Regions from separate parts of the Mus musculus genome. Here region 1 is linked to region 2. The links are chromatin contacts, called in public HiChIP or PLAC-seq maps. All regions are on one chromosome and are shown on one strand. Each heading gives the region's core, a stretch centred on a gene start, on an enhancer-like site or on the middle of the called end of the contact. The rest is flanking DNA. Distances are from core to core; before and after follow the strand shown. Region 1 holds the start of Dbh (dopamine beta hydroxylase). Region 2 holds the start of Surf2 (surfeit gene 2).

What was found. HiChIP or PLAC-seq counts read pairs in DNA pulled down with a chosen protein or histone mark.
Region 1: a contact with region 2 is called in an HNF4G HiChIP or PLAC-seq map of pancreatic cancer cells. The contact joins the promoter of Dbh here to the promoter of Surf2 in region 2. A contact is called at or near these places in 1 of 39 promoter capture datasets (hippocampal neurons), 2 of 115 datasets of contacts at active chromatin or transcription factors (the SCID.adh cell line and pancreatic cancer cells) and 1 of 9 other capture datasets (pancreatic islet).

The regions. Positions count from the first base shown.
Region 1 is chr2:27,164,248-27,169,505 of GRCm38.p6, forward strand. Dbh (dopamine beta hydroxylase) reads left to right here and starts at 1,260. Exons shown (of 12, transcript NM_138942.3): 1 at 1,260-1,619; 2 at 3,926-4,072. The coding sequence starts at 1,269.
Region 2 is chr2:26,914,764-26,920,029 of GRCm38.p6, forward strand. It overlaps Surf2 (surfeit gene 2), which reads left to right and starts at 1,645. Exons shown (of 6, transcript NM_013678.3): 1 at 1,645-1,740; 2 at 1,942-2,096; 3 at 2,665-2,768; 4 at 4,110-4,292; 5 at 4,429-4,595; 6 at 4,964-5,266. The coding sequence starts at 1,663. The coding sequence ends at 5,050. It overlaps Surf1 (surfeit gene 1), which reads right to left and starts at 1,767. Exons shown (of 9, transcript NM_013677.2): 1 at 1,494-1,767; 2 at 1,192-1,243; 3 at 833-966; 4 at 669-751; 5 at 1-132. The coding sequence starts at 1,568.

The DNA of each region.
Region 1 (5,258 bases), core at 10-2,509, 250 kb after region 2:
CCTTCTTAGGAACCGACCTGGCCCTCGCTGCCCCAGGTGGCCCTAAGAGCTCATTGAAAACCAGGATGTGGCTAGCTAAGCCACACCCCACTCAGAGCCTGTGACTCTTGTCCTAGCTTGTGCAGAACAATGTGCCCATTAGCCCTGGTCATTCTGCCTATCTGCTTTCCAGAGCAGAGTTGGGACTATCTGGAGATCTCACCTGTGTGCAGGACTGAGGTCCCGTTTCCTCTGTAGAACAGAGCTCAGTGAAGAATCGGCCTTGCTGGCCAGAGGCTCAGGCTGGGCTACTGTGTTTCTGAGAAAGAAGCAGGAAGAAAAAGAGGGAGAGAAGGAAGGAGAGAAGGACTCACAACTAGGTTGGAGGGACCTATAGTCACAGTGAGGTACAGAGGTGGATGGCTTTGGATACAAGCAGCAGACCAAGTAGAATTTCCTGGTGTTGGAGGTATGGACAGTACTGGTTCTCATCATGAGACAGACAGGGCTGAGCAATAGGAAGGCCAACCTGTGCAGGGGCCCTATGGCAGGTTTGGGAGGGACAGCGCTGGGTACAGCTGACCTGAGAAGCAAGAGGAAGCCCTGGGTTTGAGAGCTTCAGGGAGATGGGAACAGGTATGTCCCCCACCCTCCTTTCCCCTAAGTACTGTCCCTACAGCCACGAGAGCCCATTCACCCCTTTCTGCCTGCCCTGCTGTCTCTGCACCCACTCCTTCTGTAGCAGCCGTGGCGCCAGCTGGAGCCCGTGGGGAAACAGGAGAAAAAGTGGGAACAGCCGGCCTTGGAGAGAGTGTCTAAACACGGACTATTTGGGGACTGCCTTTTATTTTTAGTTTGAAACTTATCCACCCCCCAGTATTGTTAAAAACAAGAGCCAGGAACCCACCACTCACTGTCACTCAGGAAAGAGCCCCTTAGACCTCAGTTGGAGCAGGTGGAGAGGACCTGGTATCTGGCTGCCTATGAGGCCCTCCGCAGGGCGTGGCTGGAGGTGTCCTTAGGACCTATGTCTGCAGAGAGTAGCTGTTTCCAACAGGCGTCAGAGATTTGTTGGAGGACATCAGCCACTCTGCTTCGATTCTCCTGAAGATGTCCATGTGTCATTAGTGCCAATTAGGGGAGATGTGTTTGCCCCAGGGCATGGACTGGTGGGAGGGCCACCAAGACAATTCAATTCCCCACCAGACAAATGTGATTAGGTGCAGCCTGGCCCAACCCCACTGGACAGGCATAAATGGCAGAGTGGGGTTGGGGTGCTCATCCCTGCCATGCAAGCTCATCTCAGCCACCAGCCTTGTTGGAGCAGCCTCCCAAGCCCCAGTGTCCGTGAGGCGGCTTCCATGTACGGCACTGCTGTGGCCATCTTCCTGGTCATCCTGGTGGCTGCACTGCGGGGCTCGGAGCCTCCAGAGAGCCCCTTCCCCTACCACATCCCCCTGGACCCCGAAGGGATTTTAGAGCTCTCATGGAACGTCAGCTATGTCCAGGAGATCATCCACTTCCAGCTCCAGGTGCAAGGGCTGAGGGCTGGGGTCCTGTTTGGAATGTCAGATCGAGGAGAGATGGAGAACGCAGATCTCATCATGCTCTGGACTGATGGGGACAGGGCCTACTTTGCGGTGAGTCCTCTGCCATCTTTCTGTCTTGTCCTCACGTCCATACCCCCCCCACACACACACACACAAGCTGGCTAGCTTCATACAGCCCTGCTCTACAGTCAGCAAAGAAAGCTTGCCTACTGCTTCTGTGTTTGATGTCACTAATCTGAATTAAGCCCTTCAGCGTCATAAGGACACTCACTAGAGAATGGAACAGTAAGTAGTCTCTCCTTGAAATCCTTGACTACACCCCCAAATAATGGTTGCAGCAATCCTAAGGACAGTAAGGGCAGATGGAGGACCCACATGCCATGAGTCCCCACCCACCCACACACACATGAGTAGAGACCCTGCATATCCTCCAGTTTTACAAATAGCAACTCCATGCCACACTACCAGTACATGTGCACCTGTTGTGGGCCAGGTGGCATATGGCTGAATAGAGCAGGCAGTATGCACACCAGCTTGGGACACAGAAACACGCCTTCTGTGCTATACTCAATGATGGTAAAGGTAGACACAGATACCACTGCAACCCGGGTGTGGGACAACCCCATCCTCACCACACAAGCTGAGCCCAGGCCAACAGAATGCCTCTGGTTCCTTCTGTTCAAAAGCTACCTGAACATCTGCATGCTAGGGTAGCAAACAGGAAATCTCCTACAGACCGGAGCATCCTTCAGGGCCCCTACAAGCTACAGGGATCAGTAGACGGAGGATAGATACCCACACATATCCTCTGTGGTTCTACTCTTTGTCCTCCTACCTCTACAGAGGGATGGACCATCAGGGCCTCTTCGGGATAGAATCTAACTCTGCATCTACAAGAGAAGAGATGGTTTCTTTATCCGATCATGTTTCTTCTTCATACTAGGCTAGCCTCAGCTTTGTGTTAATCCTCCTGCCTCAGCTTCCCCAGTGTTGGGATTATAGGTGTGAGCTACTAAACCTGACTAGGAGATGCTCTCTTGAGCTGAGCATGGCAGCAGCCACTCTCCCTGTTTCACAGTGAGGCCAGGCATTGGCTCAGAACTGTCAGGCAGGGTGACAGAGCAGGGCTGGCTGTACAGTGGCTCTGGAATCACAGTCTGTCTGAGGTGTGTGGGAGACAGAAGAGACTTGTTGGGTCCCAGTGGGGCTGACATTCCTTTCCCCCTTCGGGGTGCAGCTTTTTCAAGCTGCAGCTTCCACCAAGGGGGCCTTTTCCACCCCTGGCAGGTTTGTTTGCACAATGAATTCCTTTGAACACAGACATCAGAAACGGAGTTCTTTAGGCAGCAGTATGCTCAGGTCTGCACTGTAGCTTCCCAGCAGCAATGCCAACTGCCTGGCTGGTCCTGCTGTGAGTCAGCAGCAACCCCAACAGGAGCCCCACCATGAGGCTGTCCCTAGAGGAAATGTTGCTAATTTCTTGCAGGCTTTGCTTTCCTAAGCTGTGATAGCCCTGGAGGTAGGACTAAGTAGAAACAGCCCCAACAATCCTCACAACAGAGGCCTGTGATGGTCATGAACCCACTTGGTAGATGCCACCCCAGCCTGCTTCCCTTACCCTGGCCTGGAGCCCTGCAGGGGAAGGCAGGGAGACCTGGATCTCGGCTCTAGGAACTATTCTGGGGAAATGCTCACGCTTGCTGCCAATGCAGCTGAGGCAGCCTCCCCAACCCAGACCTCAGTTTAATCTCTCCAGGCAAGGCTAGCCTAGAGTAAGAGATTCCTAGGGTACAGTATTGAAGGCAGCGTTTGCTCTCAATTTTATGCAAGCATGGGGCACACACCTGGGTGAGTGAGTGCCACCTTAAATGCTACTCTGCCTCTTTCCACTCTGGCTCCATCATCATCTGTGTAGGTTCAAGGCTCTAGTCTCAAATGTCTAATCCTAGTGTGCAGTCCTGTGGGAAGCCATGTTCACCTTAACAATGCAGTACACTTCTTCAGGTCTCACTCTAAGCTCTGCTGTATGGCTAACTGTCTCTGGGCGTCTCAGGCACCCAGCTTACATGTGGTAGGTTGAAAGGAAGCTGATTTGGGGTACAGCTTCAGGTAGGATAGGCAACAGAATGGGGTGTAAATATGGGGGGCTAGAAAACTTGGTTCAAGGGAGGCCTGCTGCCCTTACATACACTGGGCCCTGGGTTTGATCCCAACACTGAAAAAGAATGAGACAGATAAAATCCAACGGGAGCAACGATCAGCAGCTTCCTAGCCCTGCTGGGTGTTCTGTGGAGCTGGTGACTCACTCGGGGTAGCGGCTGTGATCTCTAATAGAGATATGTGCTCCACCTGGGTAGGGGCTCCTTCCTGCTCAGACCCTGAGCCTGTCTCTGTAGGATGCCTGGAGTGACCGGAAAGGGCAGATCCATCTGGATTCCCAGCAAGACTACCAGCTGCTCCAGGCACAGAGGACTCGAGATGGCCTGTCCCTGCTCTTCAAGAGGCCCTTTGTCACCTGTGACCCCAAGGATTATGTCATTGAGGTAGGCTGTCCAGGGCAACAGCTGTTTTCCTGAACTGTCCCTGCATTCTAAAGTCCCAGGCCAAGGCCCCTCCCTCCATGGAAGCCATGGGTAGAGTGTGTATGTGCACGCGTGCAAGCACACACACACACACACACACACACACACACACGAGAGAGAGAGAGAGAGAGAGAGACCCGACAGATGGAAGCTGTTTTAGAAAGAGGCTCTAGGTCTATAGCAGCATGAGGCTCCAGAAAAGCTCCCTGCAGACATGTAGCCAGTGTTCTTTCCAGATGTGACTGTTATTTGGAACCCTCTTGCCCTGGGATGTATATCTATCCCACTTCCATCAGTCTGTCATGTATGAAGACCAGCACACCTGGCTTTTTACCCTGCCCAGTTGCTGACTTGCTTTGAGGCTCGGGGCTGGTCTCTTTCTCCTCCAAACCTCAGTCTACTTGTCTATAAAATAAGCCTAGGAGCTACTGGATCCCAGATATGGAAGATCTATGGTATACTTCATAGCTGTAACATAGTTGCAAAGCACTTGGGCTTCTTAACCACTCCCTTTAGGAAAAGACAGTCCATCTTGCTCCTGATGGACCCCTTACATTCTTGTTTTCTTAGTTAAATCTTTCCTGACAGTACAGACAGGGGCTGGCAGTTTGTGGTAGTGGCTGAGAGACAGAGTTGAGAGGCTGGTGCCATGGGAAGAAACTGATTTACTCACAGTCCCCCAAGAGGCCCGACCACAGCATATAGGAAGCACCAGGCTCAGTCACTAGGTAGACTCGAGAATAGAACCTTGGCAATGGCCTTCACTGGCCTTATAGGGCAAAGACTAGAAGGGCCCTGGGAAGCAGCAGGCGGAGGAATTCTGACTTGTCTGGGCTTCAGGGTGCTCTCTGCTTACCAATTCTGGCTCTGAGGCAATTTAGGACAGAGGAGATGGTGGCTTGGAGTGGAAAAGTTATACAGAAGGTGGGTGGTGTCGGGTTCAGCTGGACTACAGGATTTGGAAGGTGGGTTCCACTCACCCTAAGAATGGATCTCAGAGAGGTGGTAAATGACTGGCCATTTGCTTAGATCTGGCACTGATTATTGGATGTCAAACAAATCTAGATTTCAAGAAAACAAATGAGAATTTTTGCCAAAGAGGCAATAGAATAACCTAGGAGCTCATGACACAAAGAAGCTAGGCTAG
Region 2 (5,266 bases), core at 395-2,894:
AGTCTGCCAGCATCTCGCGCCTCTCGGACAGGATCCACCATGGTCCGAGGCATTATGTACAACTCTTTAGAGTGGTCAAAGTGGCCCCTGACCTTCACTGGCCTGTACTCCAAATTTTTCAGTTCCATTGGGCTATAAGGAGAAAAGGAAGGGCTGTGAGTAAGCCAGGCTTGTCAATCCTTTAAGCAGAAAGGCTCAGTGAGGATCATCAGACAGGTTATGTCCTCCATAGCAACCTTTGATGCCAAATAGTAATAGAAGATGGTGATAACCAGAGCCCAGGTTTTCAAGGAAAGTGTGGGTTTCTGTATGGCTACTGTATATACATTAACAAAATGTGAGTCCAAACTCCACTTGTTCCCAACCCTGAAGGACAAAACTTTAAAATTCAAGAGGGCAATACAATAAACTTTAAAGACCACCACCCACCAGGGCCACAATGAACTGTCACCACTTTGGAGGATCCCTTGAGACCTGAAAAGGGAAATCTGACACCGAAAATAAATCTTTTCTATTTATGTTCTGTGTCCAATTTCATAAAGGCAGTCAGCAGGCAGTTTATCGGGAAACAGGGTTCTCGCCAAAGGACAGCAAATTACACCAAACAGAAGCAAGGGCCCCACTGCCGCCCTGTAAGTGGAATGAATAAAGTGGGCAGCCACACTCACTCTGCTGGTAGAGGGATGGGCTCAGCCATGACTCGAGACTCTAATTCTGCAATAAGTTTCAGCTTCCATTTCCGACGTTGGACCTATAGAAACAGCATGAGCTAAGCTAAGGTATCAGTGGAGTCCGAGCCTCGGAGCCACCCAAATTCGACCCCCATCTTCACCTGCCAAGTCCCCAGGCCAAAAGCAGTAGCAGGGATTAAAAGCAGGAACCACTGGAGAAAAGAATCGTCCTCTGCTTTAGCGGCGGCTGTTTCAGCAGTAGAACTGCAACACCTGCGTGGCCTACAGACCATCCCTGGAGGAAGTTTTACAACACTGGCATGGGGTCAGAAGCCCTAGAACAAACAGAACTGGATGGCCAATTCCTCGAGAGGCCCGATTATACCCCAGAGAATGTATGGCAAAGGTGGCAATTAACAGCACATGTGCCCAACCCTCTCCCAGTACAATACACGCAGTAAACCACTGTGGGCTGAAAAGAAAGGTGCATCAACCGCACCCAGGTCTGAGCCCTTCTCACCTGAGCGGACAGAAAACCCAAAGACGCTCCTCCTGACAGCGCAGAACTGGGCCTGCGGGGACCAGACAGGCCGAGGGGCTAAATCCAGGGAACCCCACGCCTGCCAAGTGCAAGCACCTGACACGGTCCAACCCAGCCCCACACAACTTCGAGCTAAGTCTTCTTGGGCAGGGTCCTCCCTGGCACCGCTCCACCCAGGGCTAAGTTCTCTTGGGCAGGGTCCTCCTCGGCCCCACTCCACTCCGGGCCCGGCCCTCCAGATCCCTCTTCTTGAGCAGGATCCTCTCTGAACCCCCGCTTACCCGTCCCGCGTAGGCCCATTGCGACCACCGCGTCATCCGTCGCGGCAGCACAGCCAAAGCCATCACAGCAGCCATCTTTGAGCACTTCCGGGACCGAGAAATCTGCTTCCTTCCGGGACGGCGCTCTGTCTCACGTGGTGGCTGCGGCGTCAGATGGGCATCTCCGATCATGGACGAACCACCCTCTGATGTGCTTGCATTCTTGCGCCAGCACCCCAGCTTGAGACTACTGCCCAACACCCGCAAGGTCGGAAGAGAACCGTGACCGGAAGAGTAGGGCCAGGAAGGAACGGGATCTGGGAGGAGCGGAACCTCGGAGGACCGACAGTGGCCAGAAAGGAGGGGGACCCGGGAGTATTGTGCCTGGAAAGCGTGGGACCTGGGAGGACAGTGCAGGGAAGGGGCGGAGCTGGCAAGAACCACCTTCTGACCAGATGCTCATCCGCAGGTTCGCTGCTCCCTAACTGGCCATGAGCTGCCCTGCCGTCTGCCCGAGCTCCAGGAATACACCCGCGGCAAGAAGTACCAACGGCTGTCAAGTTCCTTCTCTAACTTCGATTACGCAGCTTTCGAGCCACACATTGTGCCCAGCACAAAGAATCGGTACGTAGTTTGGCCGGCCAGCGCCTAGGAGCAGAGCCTGTGCCCCCTGTTCTGAGCTTGTAGGAGCCTCCCACTGTGACACTTATCAGGACAGTGCTTGTGGCCCTTGCATGTAGTTCCCTGAAGCCAGGCTGGGCAGTGCCAGTTTCACTGTTTGGGGATCCTGTCTATGGTTGTGTGGTTGATATATCCTCATATAGCACTCCCTGAGCTGTCTGACCGCCAAGCATGCAGTGTGAAACTGCAATTTCTTGGGTAACAATCTGGGTCCTTGATCCCAGATACTGAGTGGAATTGTTTGTAAGCCTGTGTAGCTGGGTTGGCCTGGAACTCACTATGTAGGCCAGACTGACCTTAAAGCCTGCCTCTGACTCTGCCCCTCTGCCTCTGCCACCTGAGTGCTGGAATTAAAGTCCACCATGCCTTTTTCAAAATCCAGACACTGAGACTAAATGCAGAGCATCCCAGCAGATGGATCATTTGTTTGCAGCATGCAGCCATGGTGGAGCCCACAAGACTGGGCCCTTGGTGTGCACTGCCCCTCCATACCCACCTGTTTGCCTTTTAGGCACCAACTGTTCTGCAAACTCACCCTGAGGCACATCAATAAGTCCCCAGAACACGTGCTGAGGCACACCCAGGGCCGGAGGTATCAGAGAGCACTTCATCAATGTAAGTCACCCCCCAGAAGCTCAGGCCTTTGGATGCATGCTCCCTGCCCCCAAAAAGCCAGAAAGGTGCCTTGGCCATCACTGATCCTTTATTGATGCACTTGCCTGATCTTGCACAGTGAGAAGGCAAAGCCAGAAGTAGGTGGGAAGGAGTGCGGTGGAGGTCTGATATTCCATAGCAGGGACAATCCTAGGGTAGCTCCCAGGCTGAGGCTGCAGTATTCTAGTTATAGGACAGGTCCATAGTCATCTGATACTGCAGGAGAGCCTTGAAGACTGTTCTCAGGAGCAGGATTGGTGCAAACAGTCCTGCAGGCTCCAGAGGGTGAGGGGTCTTGCAGCTAAGGGGTTGGTGGCTTGAGCAGGAAAGGGGACTTGCAGACAGCCTCCAGTATTGTTGGGTATAGCCAGGGGTGGGAAGGCATCCCAAGTCATTGAGAGTAGAGACTCCTGGGGTTAGGGACAGAGAGAGGATGGGGCCAGCTTGAGCATGAGGGAGGTGAAAACCTCCCATCCATGCTACCACAGGAAGATGAGGGTAAGAAAGGGACTGGGACTAGGTAACTTGGATGGAGGAATGAAGCAGGGAGAATGGAGGGTTGGGGTTCGCAGAGGCTGGGGATGAGTGGGAGGCTTCAGGGACTGCATCGCCTGTCCTGCCCTAACAGGCAGACTTCAGTCACAGGGTGGGAAGGTAAGGAATCTGTCAGTTGTCTGCTGGTGCAGAGTTGGCACCTGGGCTGCACTGACCGGTGGCAAGCTAAGGTTTGGCTGTTGTACCTTTGTTAGCTTTGTCATCTGCTACATTTTCACAGGGAGGGCTGTACAGGAATCCCCATGATTATAAAGATGTATCAAAGAGCTGAGACAGAGCCAAAACACAGTGAGGCCGGTTAGGATGGCAGGCTGGTTACCGTAGCTAATTGGCCTGCTGAGAGCACTGGGAGGAGACCACAGTGGTCCTAGAAATAGATGTCAAAGATGAAGCAGGGAAGACTGGAGATAGCAGAGCAGTTGGTTCTATCAGATGCCCAGTCCCAATTAGACTGTTACTCATGAGCAATGAGCTGGTATCCCTCACCTATGGAGATGGTGCTGGCCCAAGAAGTTCAGACTCCTCAGTACCTGAGGACAGCAGTGGTGACCCTAGTAAGTGCCTTCCCTGAAGCCTCATTCCCGCGCCAAGTTGAAGTGAAGCCAGGCAGTTTCCCCTGAGGTCCACAGCCTTTGGCTGCCCACCCCTATCTGGTAGGATAAAGGAACAGAACCATGGCACAATACAACCCATAGCTTAGCTGTGCACCAAGAGGGTACCAGTGTAATGAGCTTGCTAGTCTCCTAGATGAAGAGTGTCAGAAACAAGGTGTGGAATATGTCCCTGCCTGCCTTCTACACAAGAGGAAGAAGAGAGAGGACCAGACGAACAGTGATGAACTCCCAGGCCAGAGAACAGGTTTCTGGGAGCCAGCTTCCAGTGACGAGGAAGACGCCTTGAGTGACGACAGCATGACAGACCTATACCCACGTAAGCAGACCCAGTCCAATCCCTGCCCCTGTCTCCTGCTAGGTACCTTGTGATCCTGCTGTGAGCCACTTTTCCTAAGAAAGGGAGGGATGCTTTTACCTGTGACACAGCTCAGCCAAGTGTTTGTTCCTTCCAGCTGAGCTGTTCACAAAGAGAGAACTAGGCAAGCCTAAGAACGATGACACTCCTGAAGACTTTCTGACAGACCAACAGGATGAGAAGCCGGAGCATTCAGAAGAGAAGAGCTTTAGAGAGAGGGAAGAGGCCAGAGTGGGCCACAAGAGGGGTCGTAAACTGAGGAAGGTGAGTGGTGGGCTGCAGAGTGCTGAGGGTAGGGGGCTACTCAGCAAATTCTGCAAGTGCACTTGTCGGGTAGCAGCCTAAAATATGGAAGCCAAGGCCACTTTAGAAGGTCTGCAGGAGTAAGTCCTGACTGCTCAGGAACTTCACTGCTGGGTACTCCCTCTCTATGGGACAGGACTGAGTATTCTGTCAGAGAGGAGCAAGGTAGACAAAGTCTCTAGTCACCTGTGTTGCCCTCTCCCAGGCCCCACACTGACCCAGCAATAGAAGTGTTGAGAAGGCAGACTTAAGGCTCTTCCGGCTTAGACACACAGTGCCTTTCCCTGTGAACCTGCAGAGGCCCTGGTCAGCATTTTCTGCTTTCACAGAAGCAGCTCACCTCCTTGACCAAGAAGTTCAAGAGCTATCATCACAAGCCCAAGAACTTCAGTTCCTTTAAGCAGCTGGGGAGATGAAGCCTGCAAAAAAAGCCTTTGGATGTCCTTGGAAATGGCCACTGATATCCTGACATTGGCTGTTGTCCAGAGTGGGCCTGGAGGTTCTGTTCAGAAGATGGCAGCGTCGGGGACTTGCATGGCTTTCTCTGCAGTGTTGAGTGACTCTTGCTGTAGCTCACTGTAGCATCCCGAAGCCTAGCCAGGCTCCCAGCTCTGGCTGCTCACCATATAGGA